2 separate regions of the Gossypium hirsutum genome follow, and region 2 is linked to region 1. The links are chromatin contacts, called in public Hi-C maps. All regions are on one chromosome and are shown on one strand. The core of a region is the stretch at or near the end of the contact, and the rest is flanking DNA. Distances in the headings are between cores, read along the strand shown. Region 1 holds the start of LOC107955431 (U-box domain-containing protein 3). Region 2 holds the start of LOC107955520 (ABC transporter I family member 21).

Evidence for each region. A called contact is a pair of places that touch in the nucleus more often than the background predicts.
Region 2: a contact with region 1 is called in a Hi-C map of leaf, with 2.6 times the contacts expected there. The contact joins the promoter of LOC107955520 here to the promoter of LOC107955431 in region 1. A contact is called at or near these places in 11 of 34 Hi-C or Micro-C datasets (anther, callus, hypocotyl and 2 more).

The regions. Positions count from the first base shown.
Region 1 is chrA07:95,720,740-95,727,771 of Gossypium_hirsutum_v2.1, forward strand. LOC107955431 (U-box domain-containing protein 3) reads left to right here and starts at 2,930. Exons shown (of 5, transcript XM_016891216.2): 1 at 2,930-3,204; 2 at 4,507-4,787; 3 at 5,694-5,810; 4 at 5,998-7,032. The coding sequence starts at 4,512.
Region 2 is chrA07:95,920,217-95,927,248 of Gossypium_hirsutum_v2.1, forward strand. LOC107955520 (ABC transporter I family member 21) reads left to right here and starts at 3,324. Exons shown (of 6, transcript XM_016891309.2): 1 at 3,324-3,557; 2 at 3,632-3,792; 3 at 3,881-3,932; 4 at 4,037-4,173; 5 at 4,431-4,517; 6 at 4,823-5,505. The coding sequence starts at 3,380. The coding sequence ends at 5,110. It overlaps LOC107955519, which reads left to right. Exons shown (of 3, transcript XM_016891308.2): 1 at 1-553; 2 at 1,056-1,328; 3 at 1,936-2,247. The coding sequence ends at 2,004.

The sequences.
Region 1 (7,032 bases), core at 1,680-4,179:
TTAGTCTTAGAAGTGGACCATTCAAGTTGGTGTCCCCTTTCAATCACATGGCTTGCAATGCCCACAATTTGCTATATAGTACAACTTTACACACAAAATTTTATATCCTATTAATATGTATTGTACTAACAAAGATCTTGCATTTGAAGTTGGCAGTATTAGAAACTCCTGCATTTGGTTCATTTCAAGCAGAACCACAAATATCCATTGAAATATGTTTTAGTAGGGATGGGTGGAGACTTGGTTGTTTCAAATGCTATTACATCTGCTTATGCCACTTGATGAGGGGATTGGGAGACTTTGTTTGATGTTGATGAAATATGGTGTAATAGCTGGCAATGGATCATCATCTCAATAGGATAAAAATGGGGGCAAGCTGTTATAATTAAGGCAGCTAAGGACACTAAAACTTGGCTTTCTTTGTGCATTATTCATATGTAACCAATGAAAACAATCCATATGGGGGGCTCAACTTTTTGTCAATTCAATTGGCTGCTACACTTTAAAAAAAAATAATCTTTTTTAAAAAAATTATATAAATAAATTGAATTATTATTTTTTCATTTGGATATGATATGCATATTTTATCTTTTTGGATTAAATCATTAAGGTTGACCCTTTTTCTCTATTATTGGATGAATATTTAGAATAATCATTGTGAATTTTTTTATTTATTTCATAAATAGTCTTAAAAATTGATACGTGTTTTCTTTTCAAATATTTTATTATATTTTTATAGGGCCTTGTCATCTTTTAATTTTATTTGTAAAATTTAAAAACGGTATTAAATATTTTTTCTCATTTATTTATTTATTAATAAAGGGTTGGATGTCCCGTAAAAAAAAGGGGATCGTTTAGAAATACAAATTTTCAAGTAAAATATTCGTTACCAATTAAACAACAATATTTACCTATAAAAATCTATAAAGTTAGAACAGCAAATCAAAGGAATGCACTATTTTTTTAAATTTAATTATAAAAATATACATTATTGTAAAATTATAGTATAATAATTTATTTAGTCTTCTAATTTTATAAAAAAAATTATTTTAACCTTTCATTTAATTTTTCGTTATTTAACCTTTAAACTTATATTATTTATCAATTTGTCTCAAAATAATTAAAAAAGTTAATATCGGTTAAATTTATTGACGTGACGCATACGTAAATGTTACGTCAGTAATTAATTAATTTTTTTAATTTTTAAAAACTTAAAAATTCATTTAAAAAATTTAAAAATCATTAAATTTATTTTAAAAATAAAAAATACTCTTTTTAATTTAAAAAAAATAATTAATTAAAATTTATATATAATTTTTTTATCATATGGAAAAAAGTTATCCCATTAAAGTGTCAAACAAAGTTTTAACCACCACAATAAATAAATCTGGACTATTATTATTTTATTATTTTTGGTTACCTATTTTTATAATTCTTTAATAGTAAATGAATCTACAGAAATGCCGTCCATGGTCAACATTGATTAGTGGAGGGGAATTTCTGACAATCTAAATATGTATTTACATACATATTGTTGGTTTGAAGAAGACAAACTACACCTCTAATATATATATATATAATTTATCTTGTCCATTAAAAATATCAATGGAAAATGACAGGAGATTGATATTTTCTTCCTTTTGATTGAAACTTGAAAATTGAGTTTCATCATCTACCACCCATCTTTTGCATATTTCCAATATTTTAAACACCATCATTTTCAGATTGAATTTTTTAGTGTATAAATGTGTGAATTCATTTTCCATAATTTTTATGGATAGTTAATTAATTTAATTTAATTCGATATATTCATAAAACATTAATTGACTTTATAGAATAAAATTTTAAGTGGTAGGAACAACATTGGTCGATGGATTAGTGCATATATTGAGAAATTATTCATGATGGTAATTTTCTACCCTACAAGGTAATATATACAATAGCTCAATTAGATGGTCTGGGTGTTTCTATTGGGAAGAAGAGTATCTAGCAGTAAAGGAACCACGTGTAGCATTCAATTGTCAATGAGCACTTCAGAAAGGTTATGCCTAAGCTTCCGAATCTCTCCAGCAAAACCTAGATCAACCAATATAGATGTTTGCTCTATTTACCTCTTCAATGTACTATCTTCGTAGGTCCTCGTATTATGTTGATAATGGATCGAACGATGGAAATGACAATCACAAATATAGAACTTACATAACTCTTTGGTCAAATGAGGCCAAACACACCTCACTCATCCATCAATTGCATCATTTTTTTTATAGGGTACCCGAGTGCACAATTTGAGTTCATTTTATAGGCATGTAAAGTAAACAACGAGATAATGATAACGTGCCAATCCAAGATCTATTGTAGCAAAATGTAGCTTAAAATCATTATCCACCGGGTTGTGGAACTCATACACTATGTTAGTGTCATTAACATCCATGAGTAGCGATGTTTTTAAAAGAAACTTGACACCTATAAATACTTAGAGGTCAATTTAAATTTTTATAAAAAATTATTCAAATTATGTTATACATTTTTTATTTTTTTAATAAATAATTTGATATCTATGAGTATTAAAATAATTTTAAAATAATTATTTTAATTTCAACGAAATACGAAAAACATGACCGTATAAAAATTTTTATAAAACTTGACATCCATCAATATTAAAATATTCTTAAAAATATTAATAACTTTGAAAAATTTCAGGATAATATACTTTAGTGTACTCAAACTTATATCCTCTTAAATTCATAACAATATTCTAATCAAGCTAAAACCAAATACACTAAATACATATTTAAACAAAAAAAAGCCAAGCCCCTTGGCTCCATTTTATTTTTGTTTCATCTAAATCATGATTGATATTAATTAATCTTCCCCCACTCTTAATTAATTTTTTCCTCAAAACCCAACAAATCTTCCACCAAATAGGGCCCATCCTGTTTACCCTTTTGCTTTCCTTTTTCCAGTATTTTCCCTTTTTGTTTTTCCAGTTTCTTTATTTTCTTGCAGCTCTCTCTCATGCAGCTTTGCTGAGGAAGGCAAATAAATGAAAAGAAAGTATATAGAAGCTGAGGTTGAAGTTATTATGTTTTGATGCTTAAAGGGTTAATATTTGCTTATTTCCATTGAAGATATTTCATTACTCAAATGTCTACCAAGATCTGTGTTTATTTCGTTTCACCTGCTTAAACCCATTTCAGGAAAGAGGTATAACATGCTTCCTCTGTATGTTTAAATATTAGTTTTTCATTTTTTTTAAAAATTTTATAACATTTCTGCTGTTTTCGATTGTATAAACTGATGATTTTTTTTTCTGGTCTTGGTTATATAAACTGGCTTTGTTGTTTTGGAATTGGGTTTTAAGAGAAACCGGGTAATTTTCCTGCTTTTTCATCTGTATTTTCTTGGTGGACTGTGGAGAAGTATTTCAATTATAAGAAAAATAAAAGAAACCCTTTTTTTTGTTGGTTTAGTGAATTTGCGTAATACCCTTTTTCTCTGATGCTGATAGCTAAATGGCAGAAACTGGAAATTTGGATCTTATGGTAGCCATTTTAAACGTAGTTTTTGATGTTGTTGAACTTCAAACTCTTAATAAGCTTTCTTCAGTTTCTAAATGAAGGGTGAAGAGATTTTTATCATTGAAGTTTAAGAGCTTTTTTTTTTTAATCAAGCTTTTCTACAACAAATAAACTATGAAATCAATTTTATAAGATTTCAGTAGCTTTTGTTTTTGTGCTTTCCAATATCACAATTGCTATTTGTGTTTGTTTCTCATGAGATAATTAGTACAAAGCTTCTTTCACATGCCAAGCTATTATTAATTTGTGGAGATCTTATCTTTTATTTTTTTTTCATAGTATTATATTTTGTTGGAATAGTCTAGCCTTTCCTAAATGGGAAAAAGTCAATATGGAGAATGCCATGAATGTGTAAAAAATATATTTTCTTTAAAAAAAGTCTTCCTTTTTATTAATACTTGAAGTGCTAATGCTATGGGGATTGAACATTGAACCTTGACTATTGTAACTAAGAGTCCAACAGTCCACAAATAGATAACATTATTGTTGACCAGCCAAAAGCCTTTTTCTTACACTGAATCTTATAAAATCTGATATTTTATTTGATGTTTTTTTAATTGGGAATTTAGTCAAGTGGATTTCCTTAGATAGTGGAAAAATATCAATTTCCATGGCATTGGTGAACAAGTAATTTTCGTGAGCAGTGTATGTGTTTGTATGTGTTCCTCAGATATACATCAATCAAAGCCTTTCTCTTACTATAAAAAGATGTACAAATTAATCTTTTATCTTTTTGATTGACATCTAATGAGTGGGCTTCCTTAGATTATGGGAAAAAAGGCAACACAGATAATGATGCAAGCTTAAGTTTTTTCAAAGGCACTCCTGTACTTATGAACAGATTATGCCTGAGCAATTTTTATACTATTTTGATTTATAAGTTTTTTCTTTTTTCTTTATAAATTCTGTATGCTTCATTGATATACAGGTCAGATGGACACAACCTCCGTGAGATGTCTTATTAACAGTATTGCTCGATTTGCTCATCTTGTATCATGCCAGACCAGAAAAGTTGTTCCTATTGGAAAGGATTACCGGAATATGGTTGTTGTGTTAAAACTTTTAAAACCGCTGCTTGATGATGTTGTTGATTGTGAGATACCTTCAGATGAAATTCTGTGTAAAGAGTGTGAAGAGCTAGACATGCTTGTTAATGAGGCTCGAGAATTCATGGAGAACTGGTGTCCTAAGATGAGCAAAATCCACATGGTAAGTTTAATCTTAGTCTTTACTTTCGTGAAATGGTACCTAAAAAAAAAAAAGTAGTTCTGGAATCAAGGAATCATGTTTCCTCCGATTTGTCAATGTTTTTTGGTTCTATTATTTGTTTGTTATTTATTGTTCATGTATGAAAAACCAGTTTTCCTTCAATTCGGTCTGGCTTAGGTGTTGTTTTTATGCACAGAGGAATCAAATAGTACCCACCATCAAATTTTTATTGTATGAAGCCATTGATAGGGTGGATGTCCAGCTTCTTTAATGGCAGGAAACATGAGTATTAAGGATCTAAAATTGGCCTTATGTGAGATTTGTTAAAGTTTCAGTTAATTGTAGGTTATCATAGTTCATAGAAGAAAACTTCAATGATTGATTGCAAATATAACCCAACTTGTTATAGATTGCAAGAAAATCCATTTCTCGTATATGTAACACAGTCAAAATTTAAAGGTAACAAGGATGGTGCCAATTAGGTATTAAAATGTAATACTTTGTGGAAGAACACTTAGAGTGATAAAGTGGCAAAGCTAATCCAGTTTACAATAGATTGCAATAAAGTACATATCTTTCCTCATGTTTATTCTGCAATTGAATGCAGCATTTAGTAAAACGAATAAGAATTGTGCCAGCTATCCTAATTGTTAAAGTTCTTTGATATACCAAGGACCTAAGATCAAATGGTGCCTTCATCACAAGGAGTGGCAGTTCAGGGGTAGGAGGAAGGGAAAGGGAGGACTTCCTCTATTGTGCCCTAGTTGCTCCAAGAAAAGAAGCTTGAATGTTGGATGTTGATATGTATTATGCATGCCTTTCCCTCTTGAATAAAAGAAATAGGATTTTCATGCTTCTAATACTATCCCGTTCAAATACTTATTTTTGTTTTGAAAACATGTACAGGTTCTCCAGAGTGAGCCTTTTCTGATAAAAATGCAAAGCTCTTCACTTCAGATATGTCACATATTATATAAATCGTTGCAGTCATCACCATCAACTTCAAGTATAACCAGTGTTCAGGTAAGAATAAATCAAGTGTGTTGCTTAAATAGTATGCTTAGATGACAAACATGCTGCTCGTTTTCTTTTTCACAAATTTTGTTGCCCTTTTAGACATTATTAAGGCAGCTGGATGTCAACTGCTATCACTTTCTCGGTGCTGAGTTGGCTTTGAGTAGTGAAACTAATTGATGTTCAACTGTTTCAGCACTGTATTCGGGAAATTAAATGTCTGAACCTGGAGAGACTATCAGAAAATATAGGAGATGCTTTGAGAAGTCTAAAAGATGGCGCTATTCCTTGTACTGATCATCTGGTAAAAGTTATCAAGTCACTGAACTTGACGTCAAACCAGGAATTGTTAAAAGAAACTGTGGCAGTGGAAAAAGAGAGAATGAATGCTCAAGCTAACAACGCGAAAGGGAAATTAGATCAAATCAATCAAATTGTGGATCTCATCTCTCATATACGTGATTATATGCTTAAAATTGAGCATTTTGAACCCACAAGTGGCATTTTGATCCCTCCACATTTTGTTTGCCCCCTTTCATTGGAACTTATGATGGATCCTGTTATTGTGGCTTCTGGGCAAACTTATGACAGGGCCTCCATCCAGAAGTGGTTTGACAGTGGACTGACCATTTGCCCAAAGACTCGTCAGACACTAAAACATACAAATCTCACTCCAAATTTTACGGTGAAAGCTATGCTAGCAAATTGGTGTGACAAAAACAACTTACAACTTTCCAATCGCACTGGGCATGCTAAACTTGTCTCAATCTCTTCTCCTTCAAATCATAAATCCTCCCAAGATTTAACTCATACTGATAGCTTCTGTTGCTTTGCAAACAGTAGTAGTTCCACATCGAGATCATCAATTGAGGTTGGGTCTGGTTTAGAGAAGCTGAAGATTGGCATCTCATCTAGATATAGCGGACAATGCAATAGATGCCAAAGTGTGGAGATTGACAAGTATGACCAATCCTCCGATCATTCATATATTCACAGCAGAACTGAATCAGCAGCAAGTGAAGTTTCCAGTATTGATTATATGCCTCCTGCTTTAAATGACTTGTCAAGAAGGTTGAAGAAACCTGAAATGAATGAGGTAGCTGAAATTTCATCCAAGGGTCTTGGCACTTTTCCTATAAGAAAAGATTCTGGATTTTCTTCATGGACATCAGGCAAGCAGTTGCAGGTCTCTGGAGCAAAAGTAGAAGAGGCAGTTAATGGAAACCATGAT
Region 2 (7,032 bases), core at 2,074-4,573, 200 kb after region 1:
CCATATTTCTCCTCTCCAAATTTCTCGTCTCTTTTTTTCTCAAAGACAAACCCACATTCCCCACGAAATGTCGTTCGATGAAGAAGACTCTATTGAACACACCCTCCTCGTAGTTCGCGAAGTCTCCGTCTTCAAAATCCCGCCCCGCTCCACCTCCGGCGGTTACAAATGCGGGGAGTGGCTCCAATCCGACAAGATCTGGTCTGGTCGACTCCGGGTTGTCTCCTGCAAGGACCGTTGTGAGATCCGGTTAGAGGATCCCAACTCGGGTGAGCTTTTTGCCGCTTGTTTCATCCACCCGGGACAGCGCGAGAGTTCCGTCGAGCCGGCTCTCGATTCATCTCGATACTTCGTGCTCAAGATCGAGGATGGCAATGGAAAACACGCGTTTATTGGGCTCGGTTTTAATGAACGGAACGAGGCGTTTGATTTCAACGTGGCGTTGTCAGATCACGAGAAGCATGTTAGAAGAGAGAACGAGAAAGAGACTGGCGAGACGAGTGACAGTGATTCTCATATTGATATTCATCCCGCTGTTAATCATAGATTGAAGGTAGAAACTTTCAAGTCTTCTACTTTTTTACTAGTTTTAAACTTCAATTTGTAACTGATTTTAGAATGTGGGTTGATTTTCATATTTTTGAGCTAAAATTGTTAGATTAAAATTTGATTGATTTCAGAATTTGGGGTTTTGGGTAAGTGAACAAAGGAAGAAATTTAGTTGATCCGTTGGTTCTATTCATAAGTTGAATCTAAATATTATGGAGAGATTGTGCAACATCTTTTCGGTCAATGTGCCTTCTTAAATGAATTATTTATAAGCTTTTCTTTTTTGCAGGTTCTGTTGTTCTTATAATTCTTGATTTACTGATAAAGAAATTAAGGGGTTAAATTAGATTCATCAGTCATCATTGGCACTTAGCTGTCTTTGGTTTTCTGCTCTAAAGTGTACAATGTAGTCTTAATTATTATTGTTGTCATTACTAACGGGTTTTCAATACAGTGTTCGTTTTTTACTTAGATGGATTTTGATCTTATGGTGTTTTGGGTTGTAGGAAGGTGAGACTATCCGGATTAATGTGAAGCACAAGCCATCTAGTGGAACCGGTATGCTTTCAGCTGCGGGATTGTCTGGTAGTGGAAAGCCTAAGACCTTGAGCCTTGCTCCACCACCCAGTGGTGCTGGAAAAATAAGGTCTCCTCTCCCACCCCCTCCCAATGACCCTGTTGCTGCTCGGCTTGCCTCTACTAGTCAAGGTGTTGGTCAAAGAGCACCCAAAGAAAACATGAAACAAACCAACCCATCAACATATTTTTCTCAACTAGAGGTATGCCTTTAGCATGTATGATACTTAAACCAAATATAGATTTCGTGTGCTCTACATACCCAAAAGATCTGCAAATTTTGATTTTGTTTTTCTCTTGAATGTAGCATTGTTAGGGAATTGGGTATCATAATATGTTTACCACATCCACATTCGTTATTTTTCGTAGCTTTTGTCAAGCAAAGTTGTGCCAACATCTATATGATTCTGTGTTACATAGCTTTTGCTTTTGGGTGGAAAAGCACTTTAACTCCAAAAGTCAGGTGTTCTTCATTGCTTCTACGGTAGAAAAGCACTTTTGAAACCCCAAATGCAATGAAGAACGGGGCCTTAATTGTTTCTTTGACATTGTATACATATAGCCACATTGACTTCCTTTACCTCTTACTGGTGACTGTGTTGAGCTAAATCAAATGCTTATTGTTCACAAGCGGTGGTGTAGGTGTAGATTTGGAATGGAAGCTCTGATATAAGAAAATGGAATTAACTTTAGGCTTTTAAAATATTTTCATGCTTGATCTATGGATGTTTTCTTAGGAGGCTTCTGATTTTCCGAGTAACAGAAACTCGTGTTTGGTTCCACAATTAACTCCCTTGATGACATTTACAGAGGAATCACCTTCCAGCAACCGGATCAGGATCTACGAAGACCACTGCATCAGGATGGGCAGCTTTCTAAATTTGCATTATCATTTATTCTCAAGTATGTAAGCTCTTGTGTTTGATGCTTTTGATATTTGAAAAGAAAAAGGAAATGAAGAAAGGAAAAAGGAAAGGAAAAAAGGGACAGGGTGCCTTCACACTTTCATGTTTGGAAAATAATATCATATATATATATGCCTCTTTCGTCTGACGTGAACCATTTATGTTTTTCTTATACAATTTCAATATAATAGAGAAAATTAATAAATTTTCTGTTAAACATTGTGTGAATTGATACGTGACATGCCAAAAGTACTCAAAACTCTGCTCCCTTTTGGAATTTGCTCATTGTTCTTCCTTATCCCTCGCATCTTCTGCACAAATTTATAGCCAGAAAAAGAATAGAATACAAAACAAAACAGTTTTAGCACCCAAATATTTGTGAATAATGATTAGGAATGGCACTAAGTCAGATATTTGTATATTTTGAATTGTTCGTTTATTAATGGTAAATTATTCAAGTATTACTATCTAAATTTAAATTAAATACTATTATTTGTTGGATAACTGGATCCGTAAAAACCCAATTTTAAAAATTCTAATCATTTTTTGAATATCCAAATTTGCAAAAGTTTGTTAAAACTCTTTTTATATATATGAAAATAAAAATTATAAACATTTTGTAAAAAGTGGATTTTGATATTCATATTCGCGTATGCGACTAATGGATTTTCAATGTATTTATTCACATCTATTCTGGGTCTACGATGAATGGTAATTTTAACATTTGAATTCACAATATCCATATTCACGAAAAACATATTGAATATTCGCAACCTGAATTACCATCCTATTCAAGGCAAACATTTAAGTTAATATATATATTTAAGAGACACGAAAGTTTCTTATCATTTCAAATGTCTTCCTAGAGCTAATAAAATTAAGAAATTTGGAAATTGATTAAGTAAATTTTCATTAATTTAGGTTAGTTTAATTTTTATTTCACAAGTTAAAAAACTATTATTCAAACAGAAATGAATTTTTATTTAATTTTTTATTTTTATATAATAACATTAAATACTTTATATTCAAATTAGTGAAGATATCTTAAAAATATTATTCGGTCCTGCTTTCTCCGCAAGGCAAGCAAACAAAGAAAAAACGCTGTCGTTTTTAGCTTTTACACTTCCTATCAAAACGCAGCCGCACATCCCCGTTTCTTTACCCATTATAAAATTGAAACGAATAACGTGTCCCAACACATATCTTCCACGTGTAAAATTCTGTGCAAGGAGATCCAGTTCCACCAACCATTTACGTGGCTAAATCCCAGCAATAACAATTAGAAGACATGAATATTAAAATGGCCGCAAAAACAGAAGTTGTAAAGAACCGGGGGATTCACACGAAAAATGGCGGAACAAGCTTGTTGCCGATCAGGAGAAGGAAAGGAAAATGGAGGAGACTTGCAAGGCATCACCGTATGCGGCATGCAATTCGCCTACGAATTACAGCATCCGCTTTTCTTCGATTTCAATCTCGACATCGCTCGTGGATCTCGTTGCCTTCTCGTCGGCGCCAACGGATCTGGTAATTTCTATTTGCTTTCGAACGACGACGATTTTGTAAAGGAATTTTGATTCTAATTTTTTAACTGTAAGCAGGGAAGACGACATTGTTGAAAATTTTAGCAGGAAAACATATGGTGGGTGGAAGAGATGTCGTGAGAGTACTAAACCGTTCGGCTTTTCACGATACTCAACTTGTTTGTGGTGGTGATTTAGCTTATTTGGGAGGATCTTGGAGTAAAACTATTGGCTCTGCTGTTAGTAAAATTTTCTATTTCTGTTTTTAAGATTAATATCCACCATTTTCGTTTAACACTACAAATTTACTGTGCCAAACATATGCAGGGAGAGGTTCCATTGCAGGGAGACTTCTCAGCGGAACACATGATATTTGGAGGTGAGTGCTAATTAGTCTCTTGTTGTTTGTTGCTTTCTTTACTTGCTCCTTTGTTCTCCTTTGAAATTAAACATTCTTTTTGGGTCTAAAATTATTGTTGACAGTTGAAGGAATTGATCCTGTAAGGAGAGATAAATTGATTGAGTTGCTTGATATTGATTTGCAATGGAGAATGCATAAGGTTTCTGATGGACAACGACGTCGAGTCCAAATTTGCATGGGTCTTCTTCATCCTTTTCAGGTGTTTTGAAGTTATTAATATGCCATTTTTGTGTGACTGATATCTTCACTTGAAGCTTTACGATTCTGCTATTGCTATAATCTACAACTGATGAATTATAATGTACCTTAATTACCTAGTGACAAGCAAACATTCAACTGCGACCTTCCACTTCAAGCTTGTACATGCTTTTGGATAATTTTGTGACTTCTAATCTGCATGATTACTAGTTTTCCTGATTTGTTTGTAACTTAATGTTTTCTTTTCCTTGATTGCAGGTTCTTTTGCTAGATGAGGTCACCGTGGACCTTGACGTTGTTGCGAGGATGGATTTACTTGATTTCTTTAAGGAAGAATGTGAGCAGGTACTGACTTGTGTTCTCTGCCCTTGCAATCACATCCTAAAATACTGACTGGTTGTTGAATATGAATAAGGTGCTCGAACATTACTATGTTGAATATTTCTTACGAAAAGTATATAACTGATACAGCTCTTCATTATTTGGCACTTTCTTTCTGCAACAATTAGTAATATTGATGGTTTCATTTTGATTATGGCCACTTATTCGATCACCATCCACATGTAGGGCATAGATGTTTTTGTACCGTTCGAGTACTCTCATTGATGATTTCATGTCCATTCTCTAACTGATATTTACTATTGTATTAGAGAGGAGCCACAGTCGTATATGCTACCCATATTTTTGATGGTTTGGAGACATGGGCAACACATTTGGCTTACATCCAAGATGGTCAATTGAAGAGATCTGAGAAGTTAACAGAAATTAATGAGTTGAAAAGCTCAGAAAATTTGCTCTCTGTTGTTGAAGCCTGGCTTCGCTCTGAAACCAAGTGTGAGAAAAAGAAATCTTCCAATTCCCCTGCCCAAGTCCAGAAGTCCTCGCCTTTTGGTACTTCGCCTTTCATGTCGTCGAGGCACATGGCATACTACCGTTGATCTTTCTGAATCCAGCTATTTTTCAATAATTTTTGAAGGCCAAAACCAGATGCAGAGCGGAAAACTTTCTTTCTAGTCATCTTCTATTAACGTAGAGTTGGCCATTATGGATTTATATACTTGTTTGCTTGCGGTTGCCTGATGGATGGCTTCGTATATTCTTTTGGCAGCTTTGTTTAAAAATGAAAGTTGTGAAACTGATAGTCTGTCTTTAGCAAATAGTTTTGTAATTTATGATCCACCTTGGTAGTGAAATACATACGATATTTGTTGAATGAAGTCGATGCTGAATAGCTGCTTGTGGATCTTGTTGTCTACACAACGAAGCCCTGATCCATCGATCTGCCTTTGGCAAATAATGTAATCTCATTTCAATAATGGAAAAGCTTTGAGTACAAGGTACATGTATCTTTTGAGATTTGTTAGTTATCTGGAGAACTAGTTGAAACAGCTTTAGCCAATTTCAGATTGCTGATCTGCTATCGGACAAGGAAGGTTCAACTTGTTTGTATTACATAGCTATCAAAACAATAAAAATGCTATACAGCTTCTACGTTCTGTCTATAAATGAAGGCCTTGGTGGTTATTTTTCTAGTGCATAGTGGGTTGCACAAGGGATCCTATCTCCCCTTACCTGTTTGTTGTAGCCCATGGAACACTCTGTTTTCCTCCCATTCAAGGTAATTCTTTGTCTTCCAAGCGCAGGCAGAAGCTAATATTACCGGGCCATCAGATAAGCTCATTCCTAGATCCAGCTCGCCCTACATGGAAGTCGGAACTTGTCAAATGTCAGGTTGGGATGTCTGGTAACAGGAGCTGAGCACTAGATGATTTTCGCTGTTGAATGGTAAGGACAAATATGCATGGAAGGGGACAATTTTCGGATAAATCCGCATATGAATTTCTCTGGAAACAGGTTGCTAAATATTTGAATTCCCCTGATATAGCCTAGTTATGGAAGCTTAAACTGTCACTCAAGAGTAGAAGTGAACAAAATCCGATTTGATTCAAAAAATTCAATAAAAGAAATAAATTTTGAATTAAATAATTTAAGTTATTTGAGTTAATCAACTTAAATAAAAAATTAAGTTTTTCGATTTAACTTGAATATGAATTATACAATTCGAGTTATTCGAAAATTCAAATAAGAAAAGGTAAAACTATGTTGTTTTGATAAATGTTTACCTTTCTAAAGTTAAAAATCAAAACCACTATATTGTTTATGTAGTTAAATAATCTTGTACTTCGTCTATGGTTAAATAATCGGTCCATGTAAACATAACATTGAGTATAAATGATAAAATTTGTTAACTAGATTTGATTCGAAATTTTTTGACTCAATTTGATTTAAAAAAAAATTCAAATTGAGTTCAATTGTTAAAATAGGATTAGTCATCTAGTCATCAAATACTCACCCCTACTCAAGGGTATGGTTTTCCTTTGGAAGGTTTGTAATAATTTGCTCCCTATTCGAATTGAACTACGGCGGAGAAACATTGTTGTAAATTGAGAATGCCCCTTTTGTTCCTCAGAGGAGGAAAACTCTGAATCATTTATTTCGCACTTGCTTCTAAGCTAGAGCAGTCTGATTCGGGACTGATGTGGGCATTAAAATTGATCAAGTTCAAGTGACAGACTTCAGAAAATGGATCCAACAGTAGTTAGAAGGTATGGATATACAAAAATAATGTCTGTTTTAATGTTGGAAGTCCCTAAGCCATGCGGAGTTGTCAAGCAAGTCAAGAAAATATTCTCAGAAACCTCAATGGTATCCCAAATTAAAGTCCTTAACACAAAGACAATACAGGAGAGTAATGCAGGTGAAAACTCTAGTGATGAAAACATTAACCAAATTGTGGGGGGGGGGGGACTGTTATTTGTCAGAAACAATGATTGCTTAAAAGTAACATTGGCTTATGATA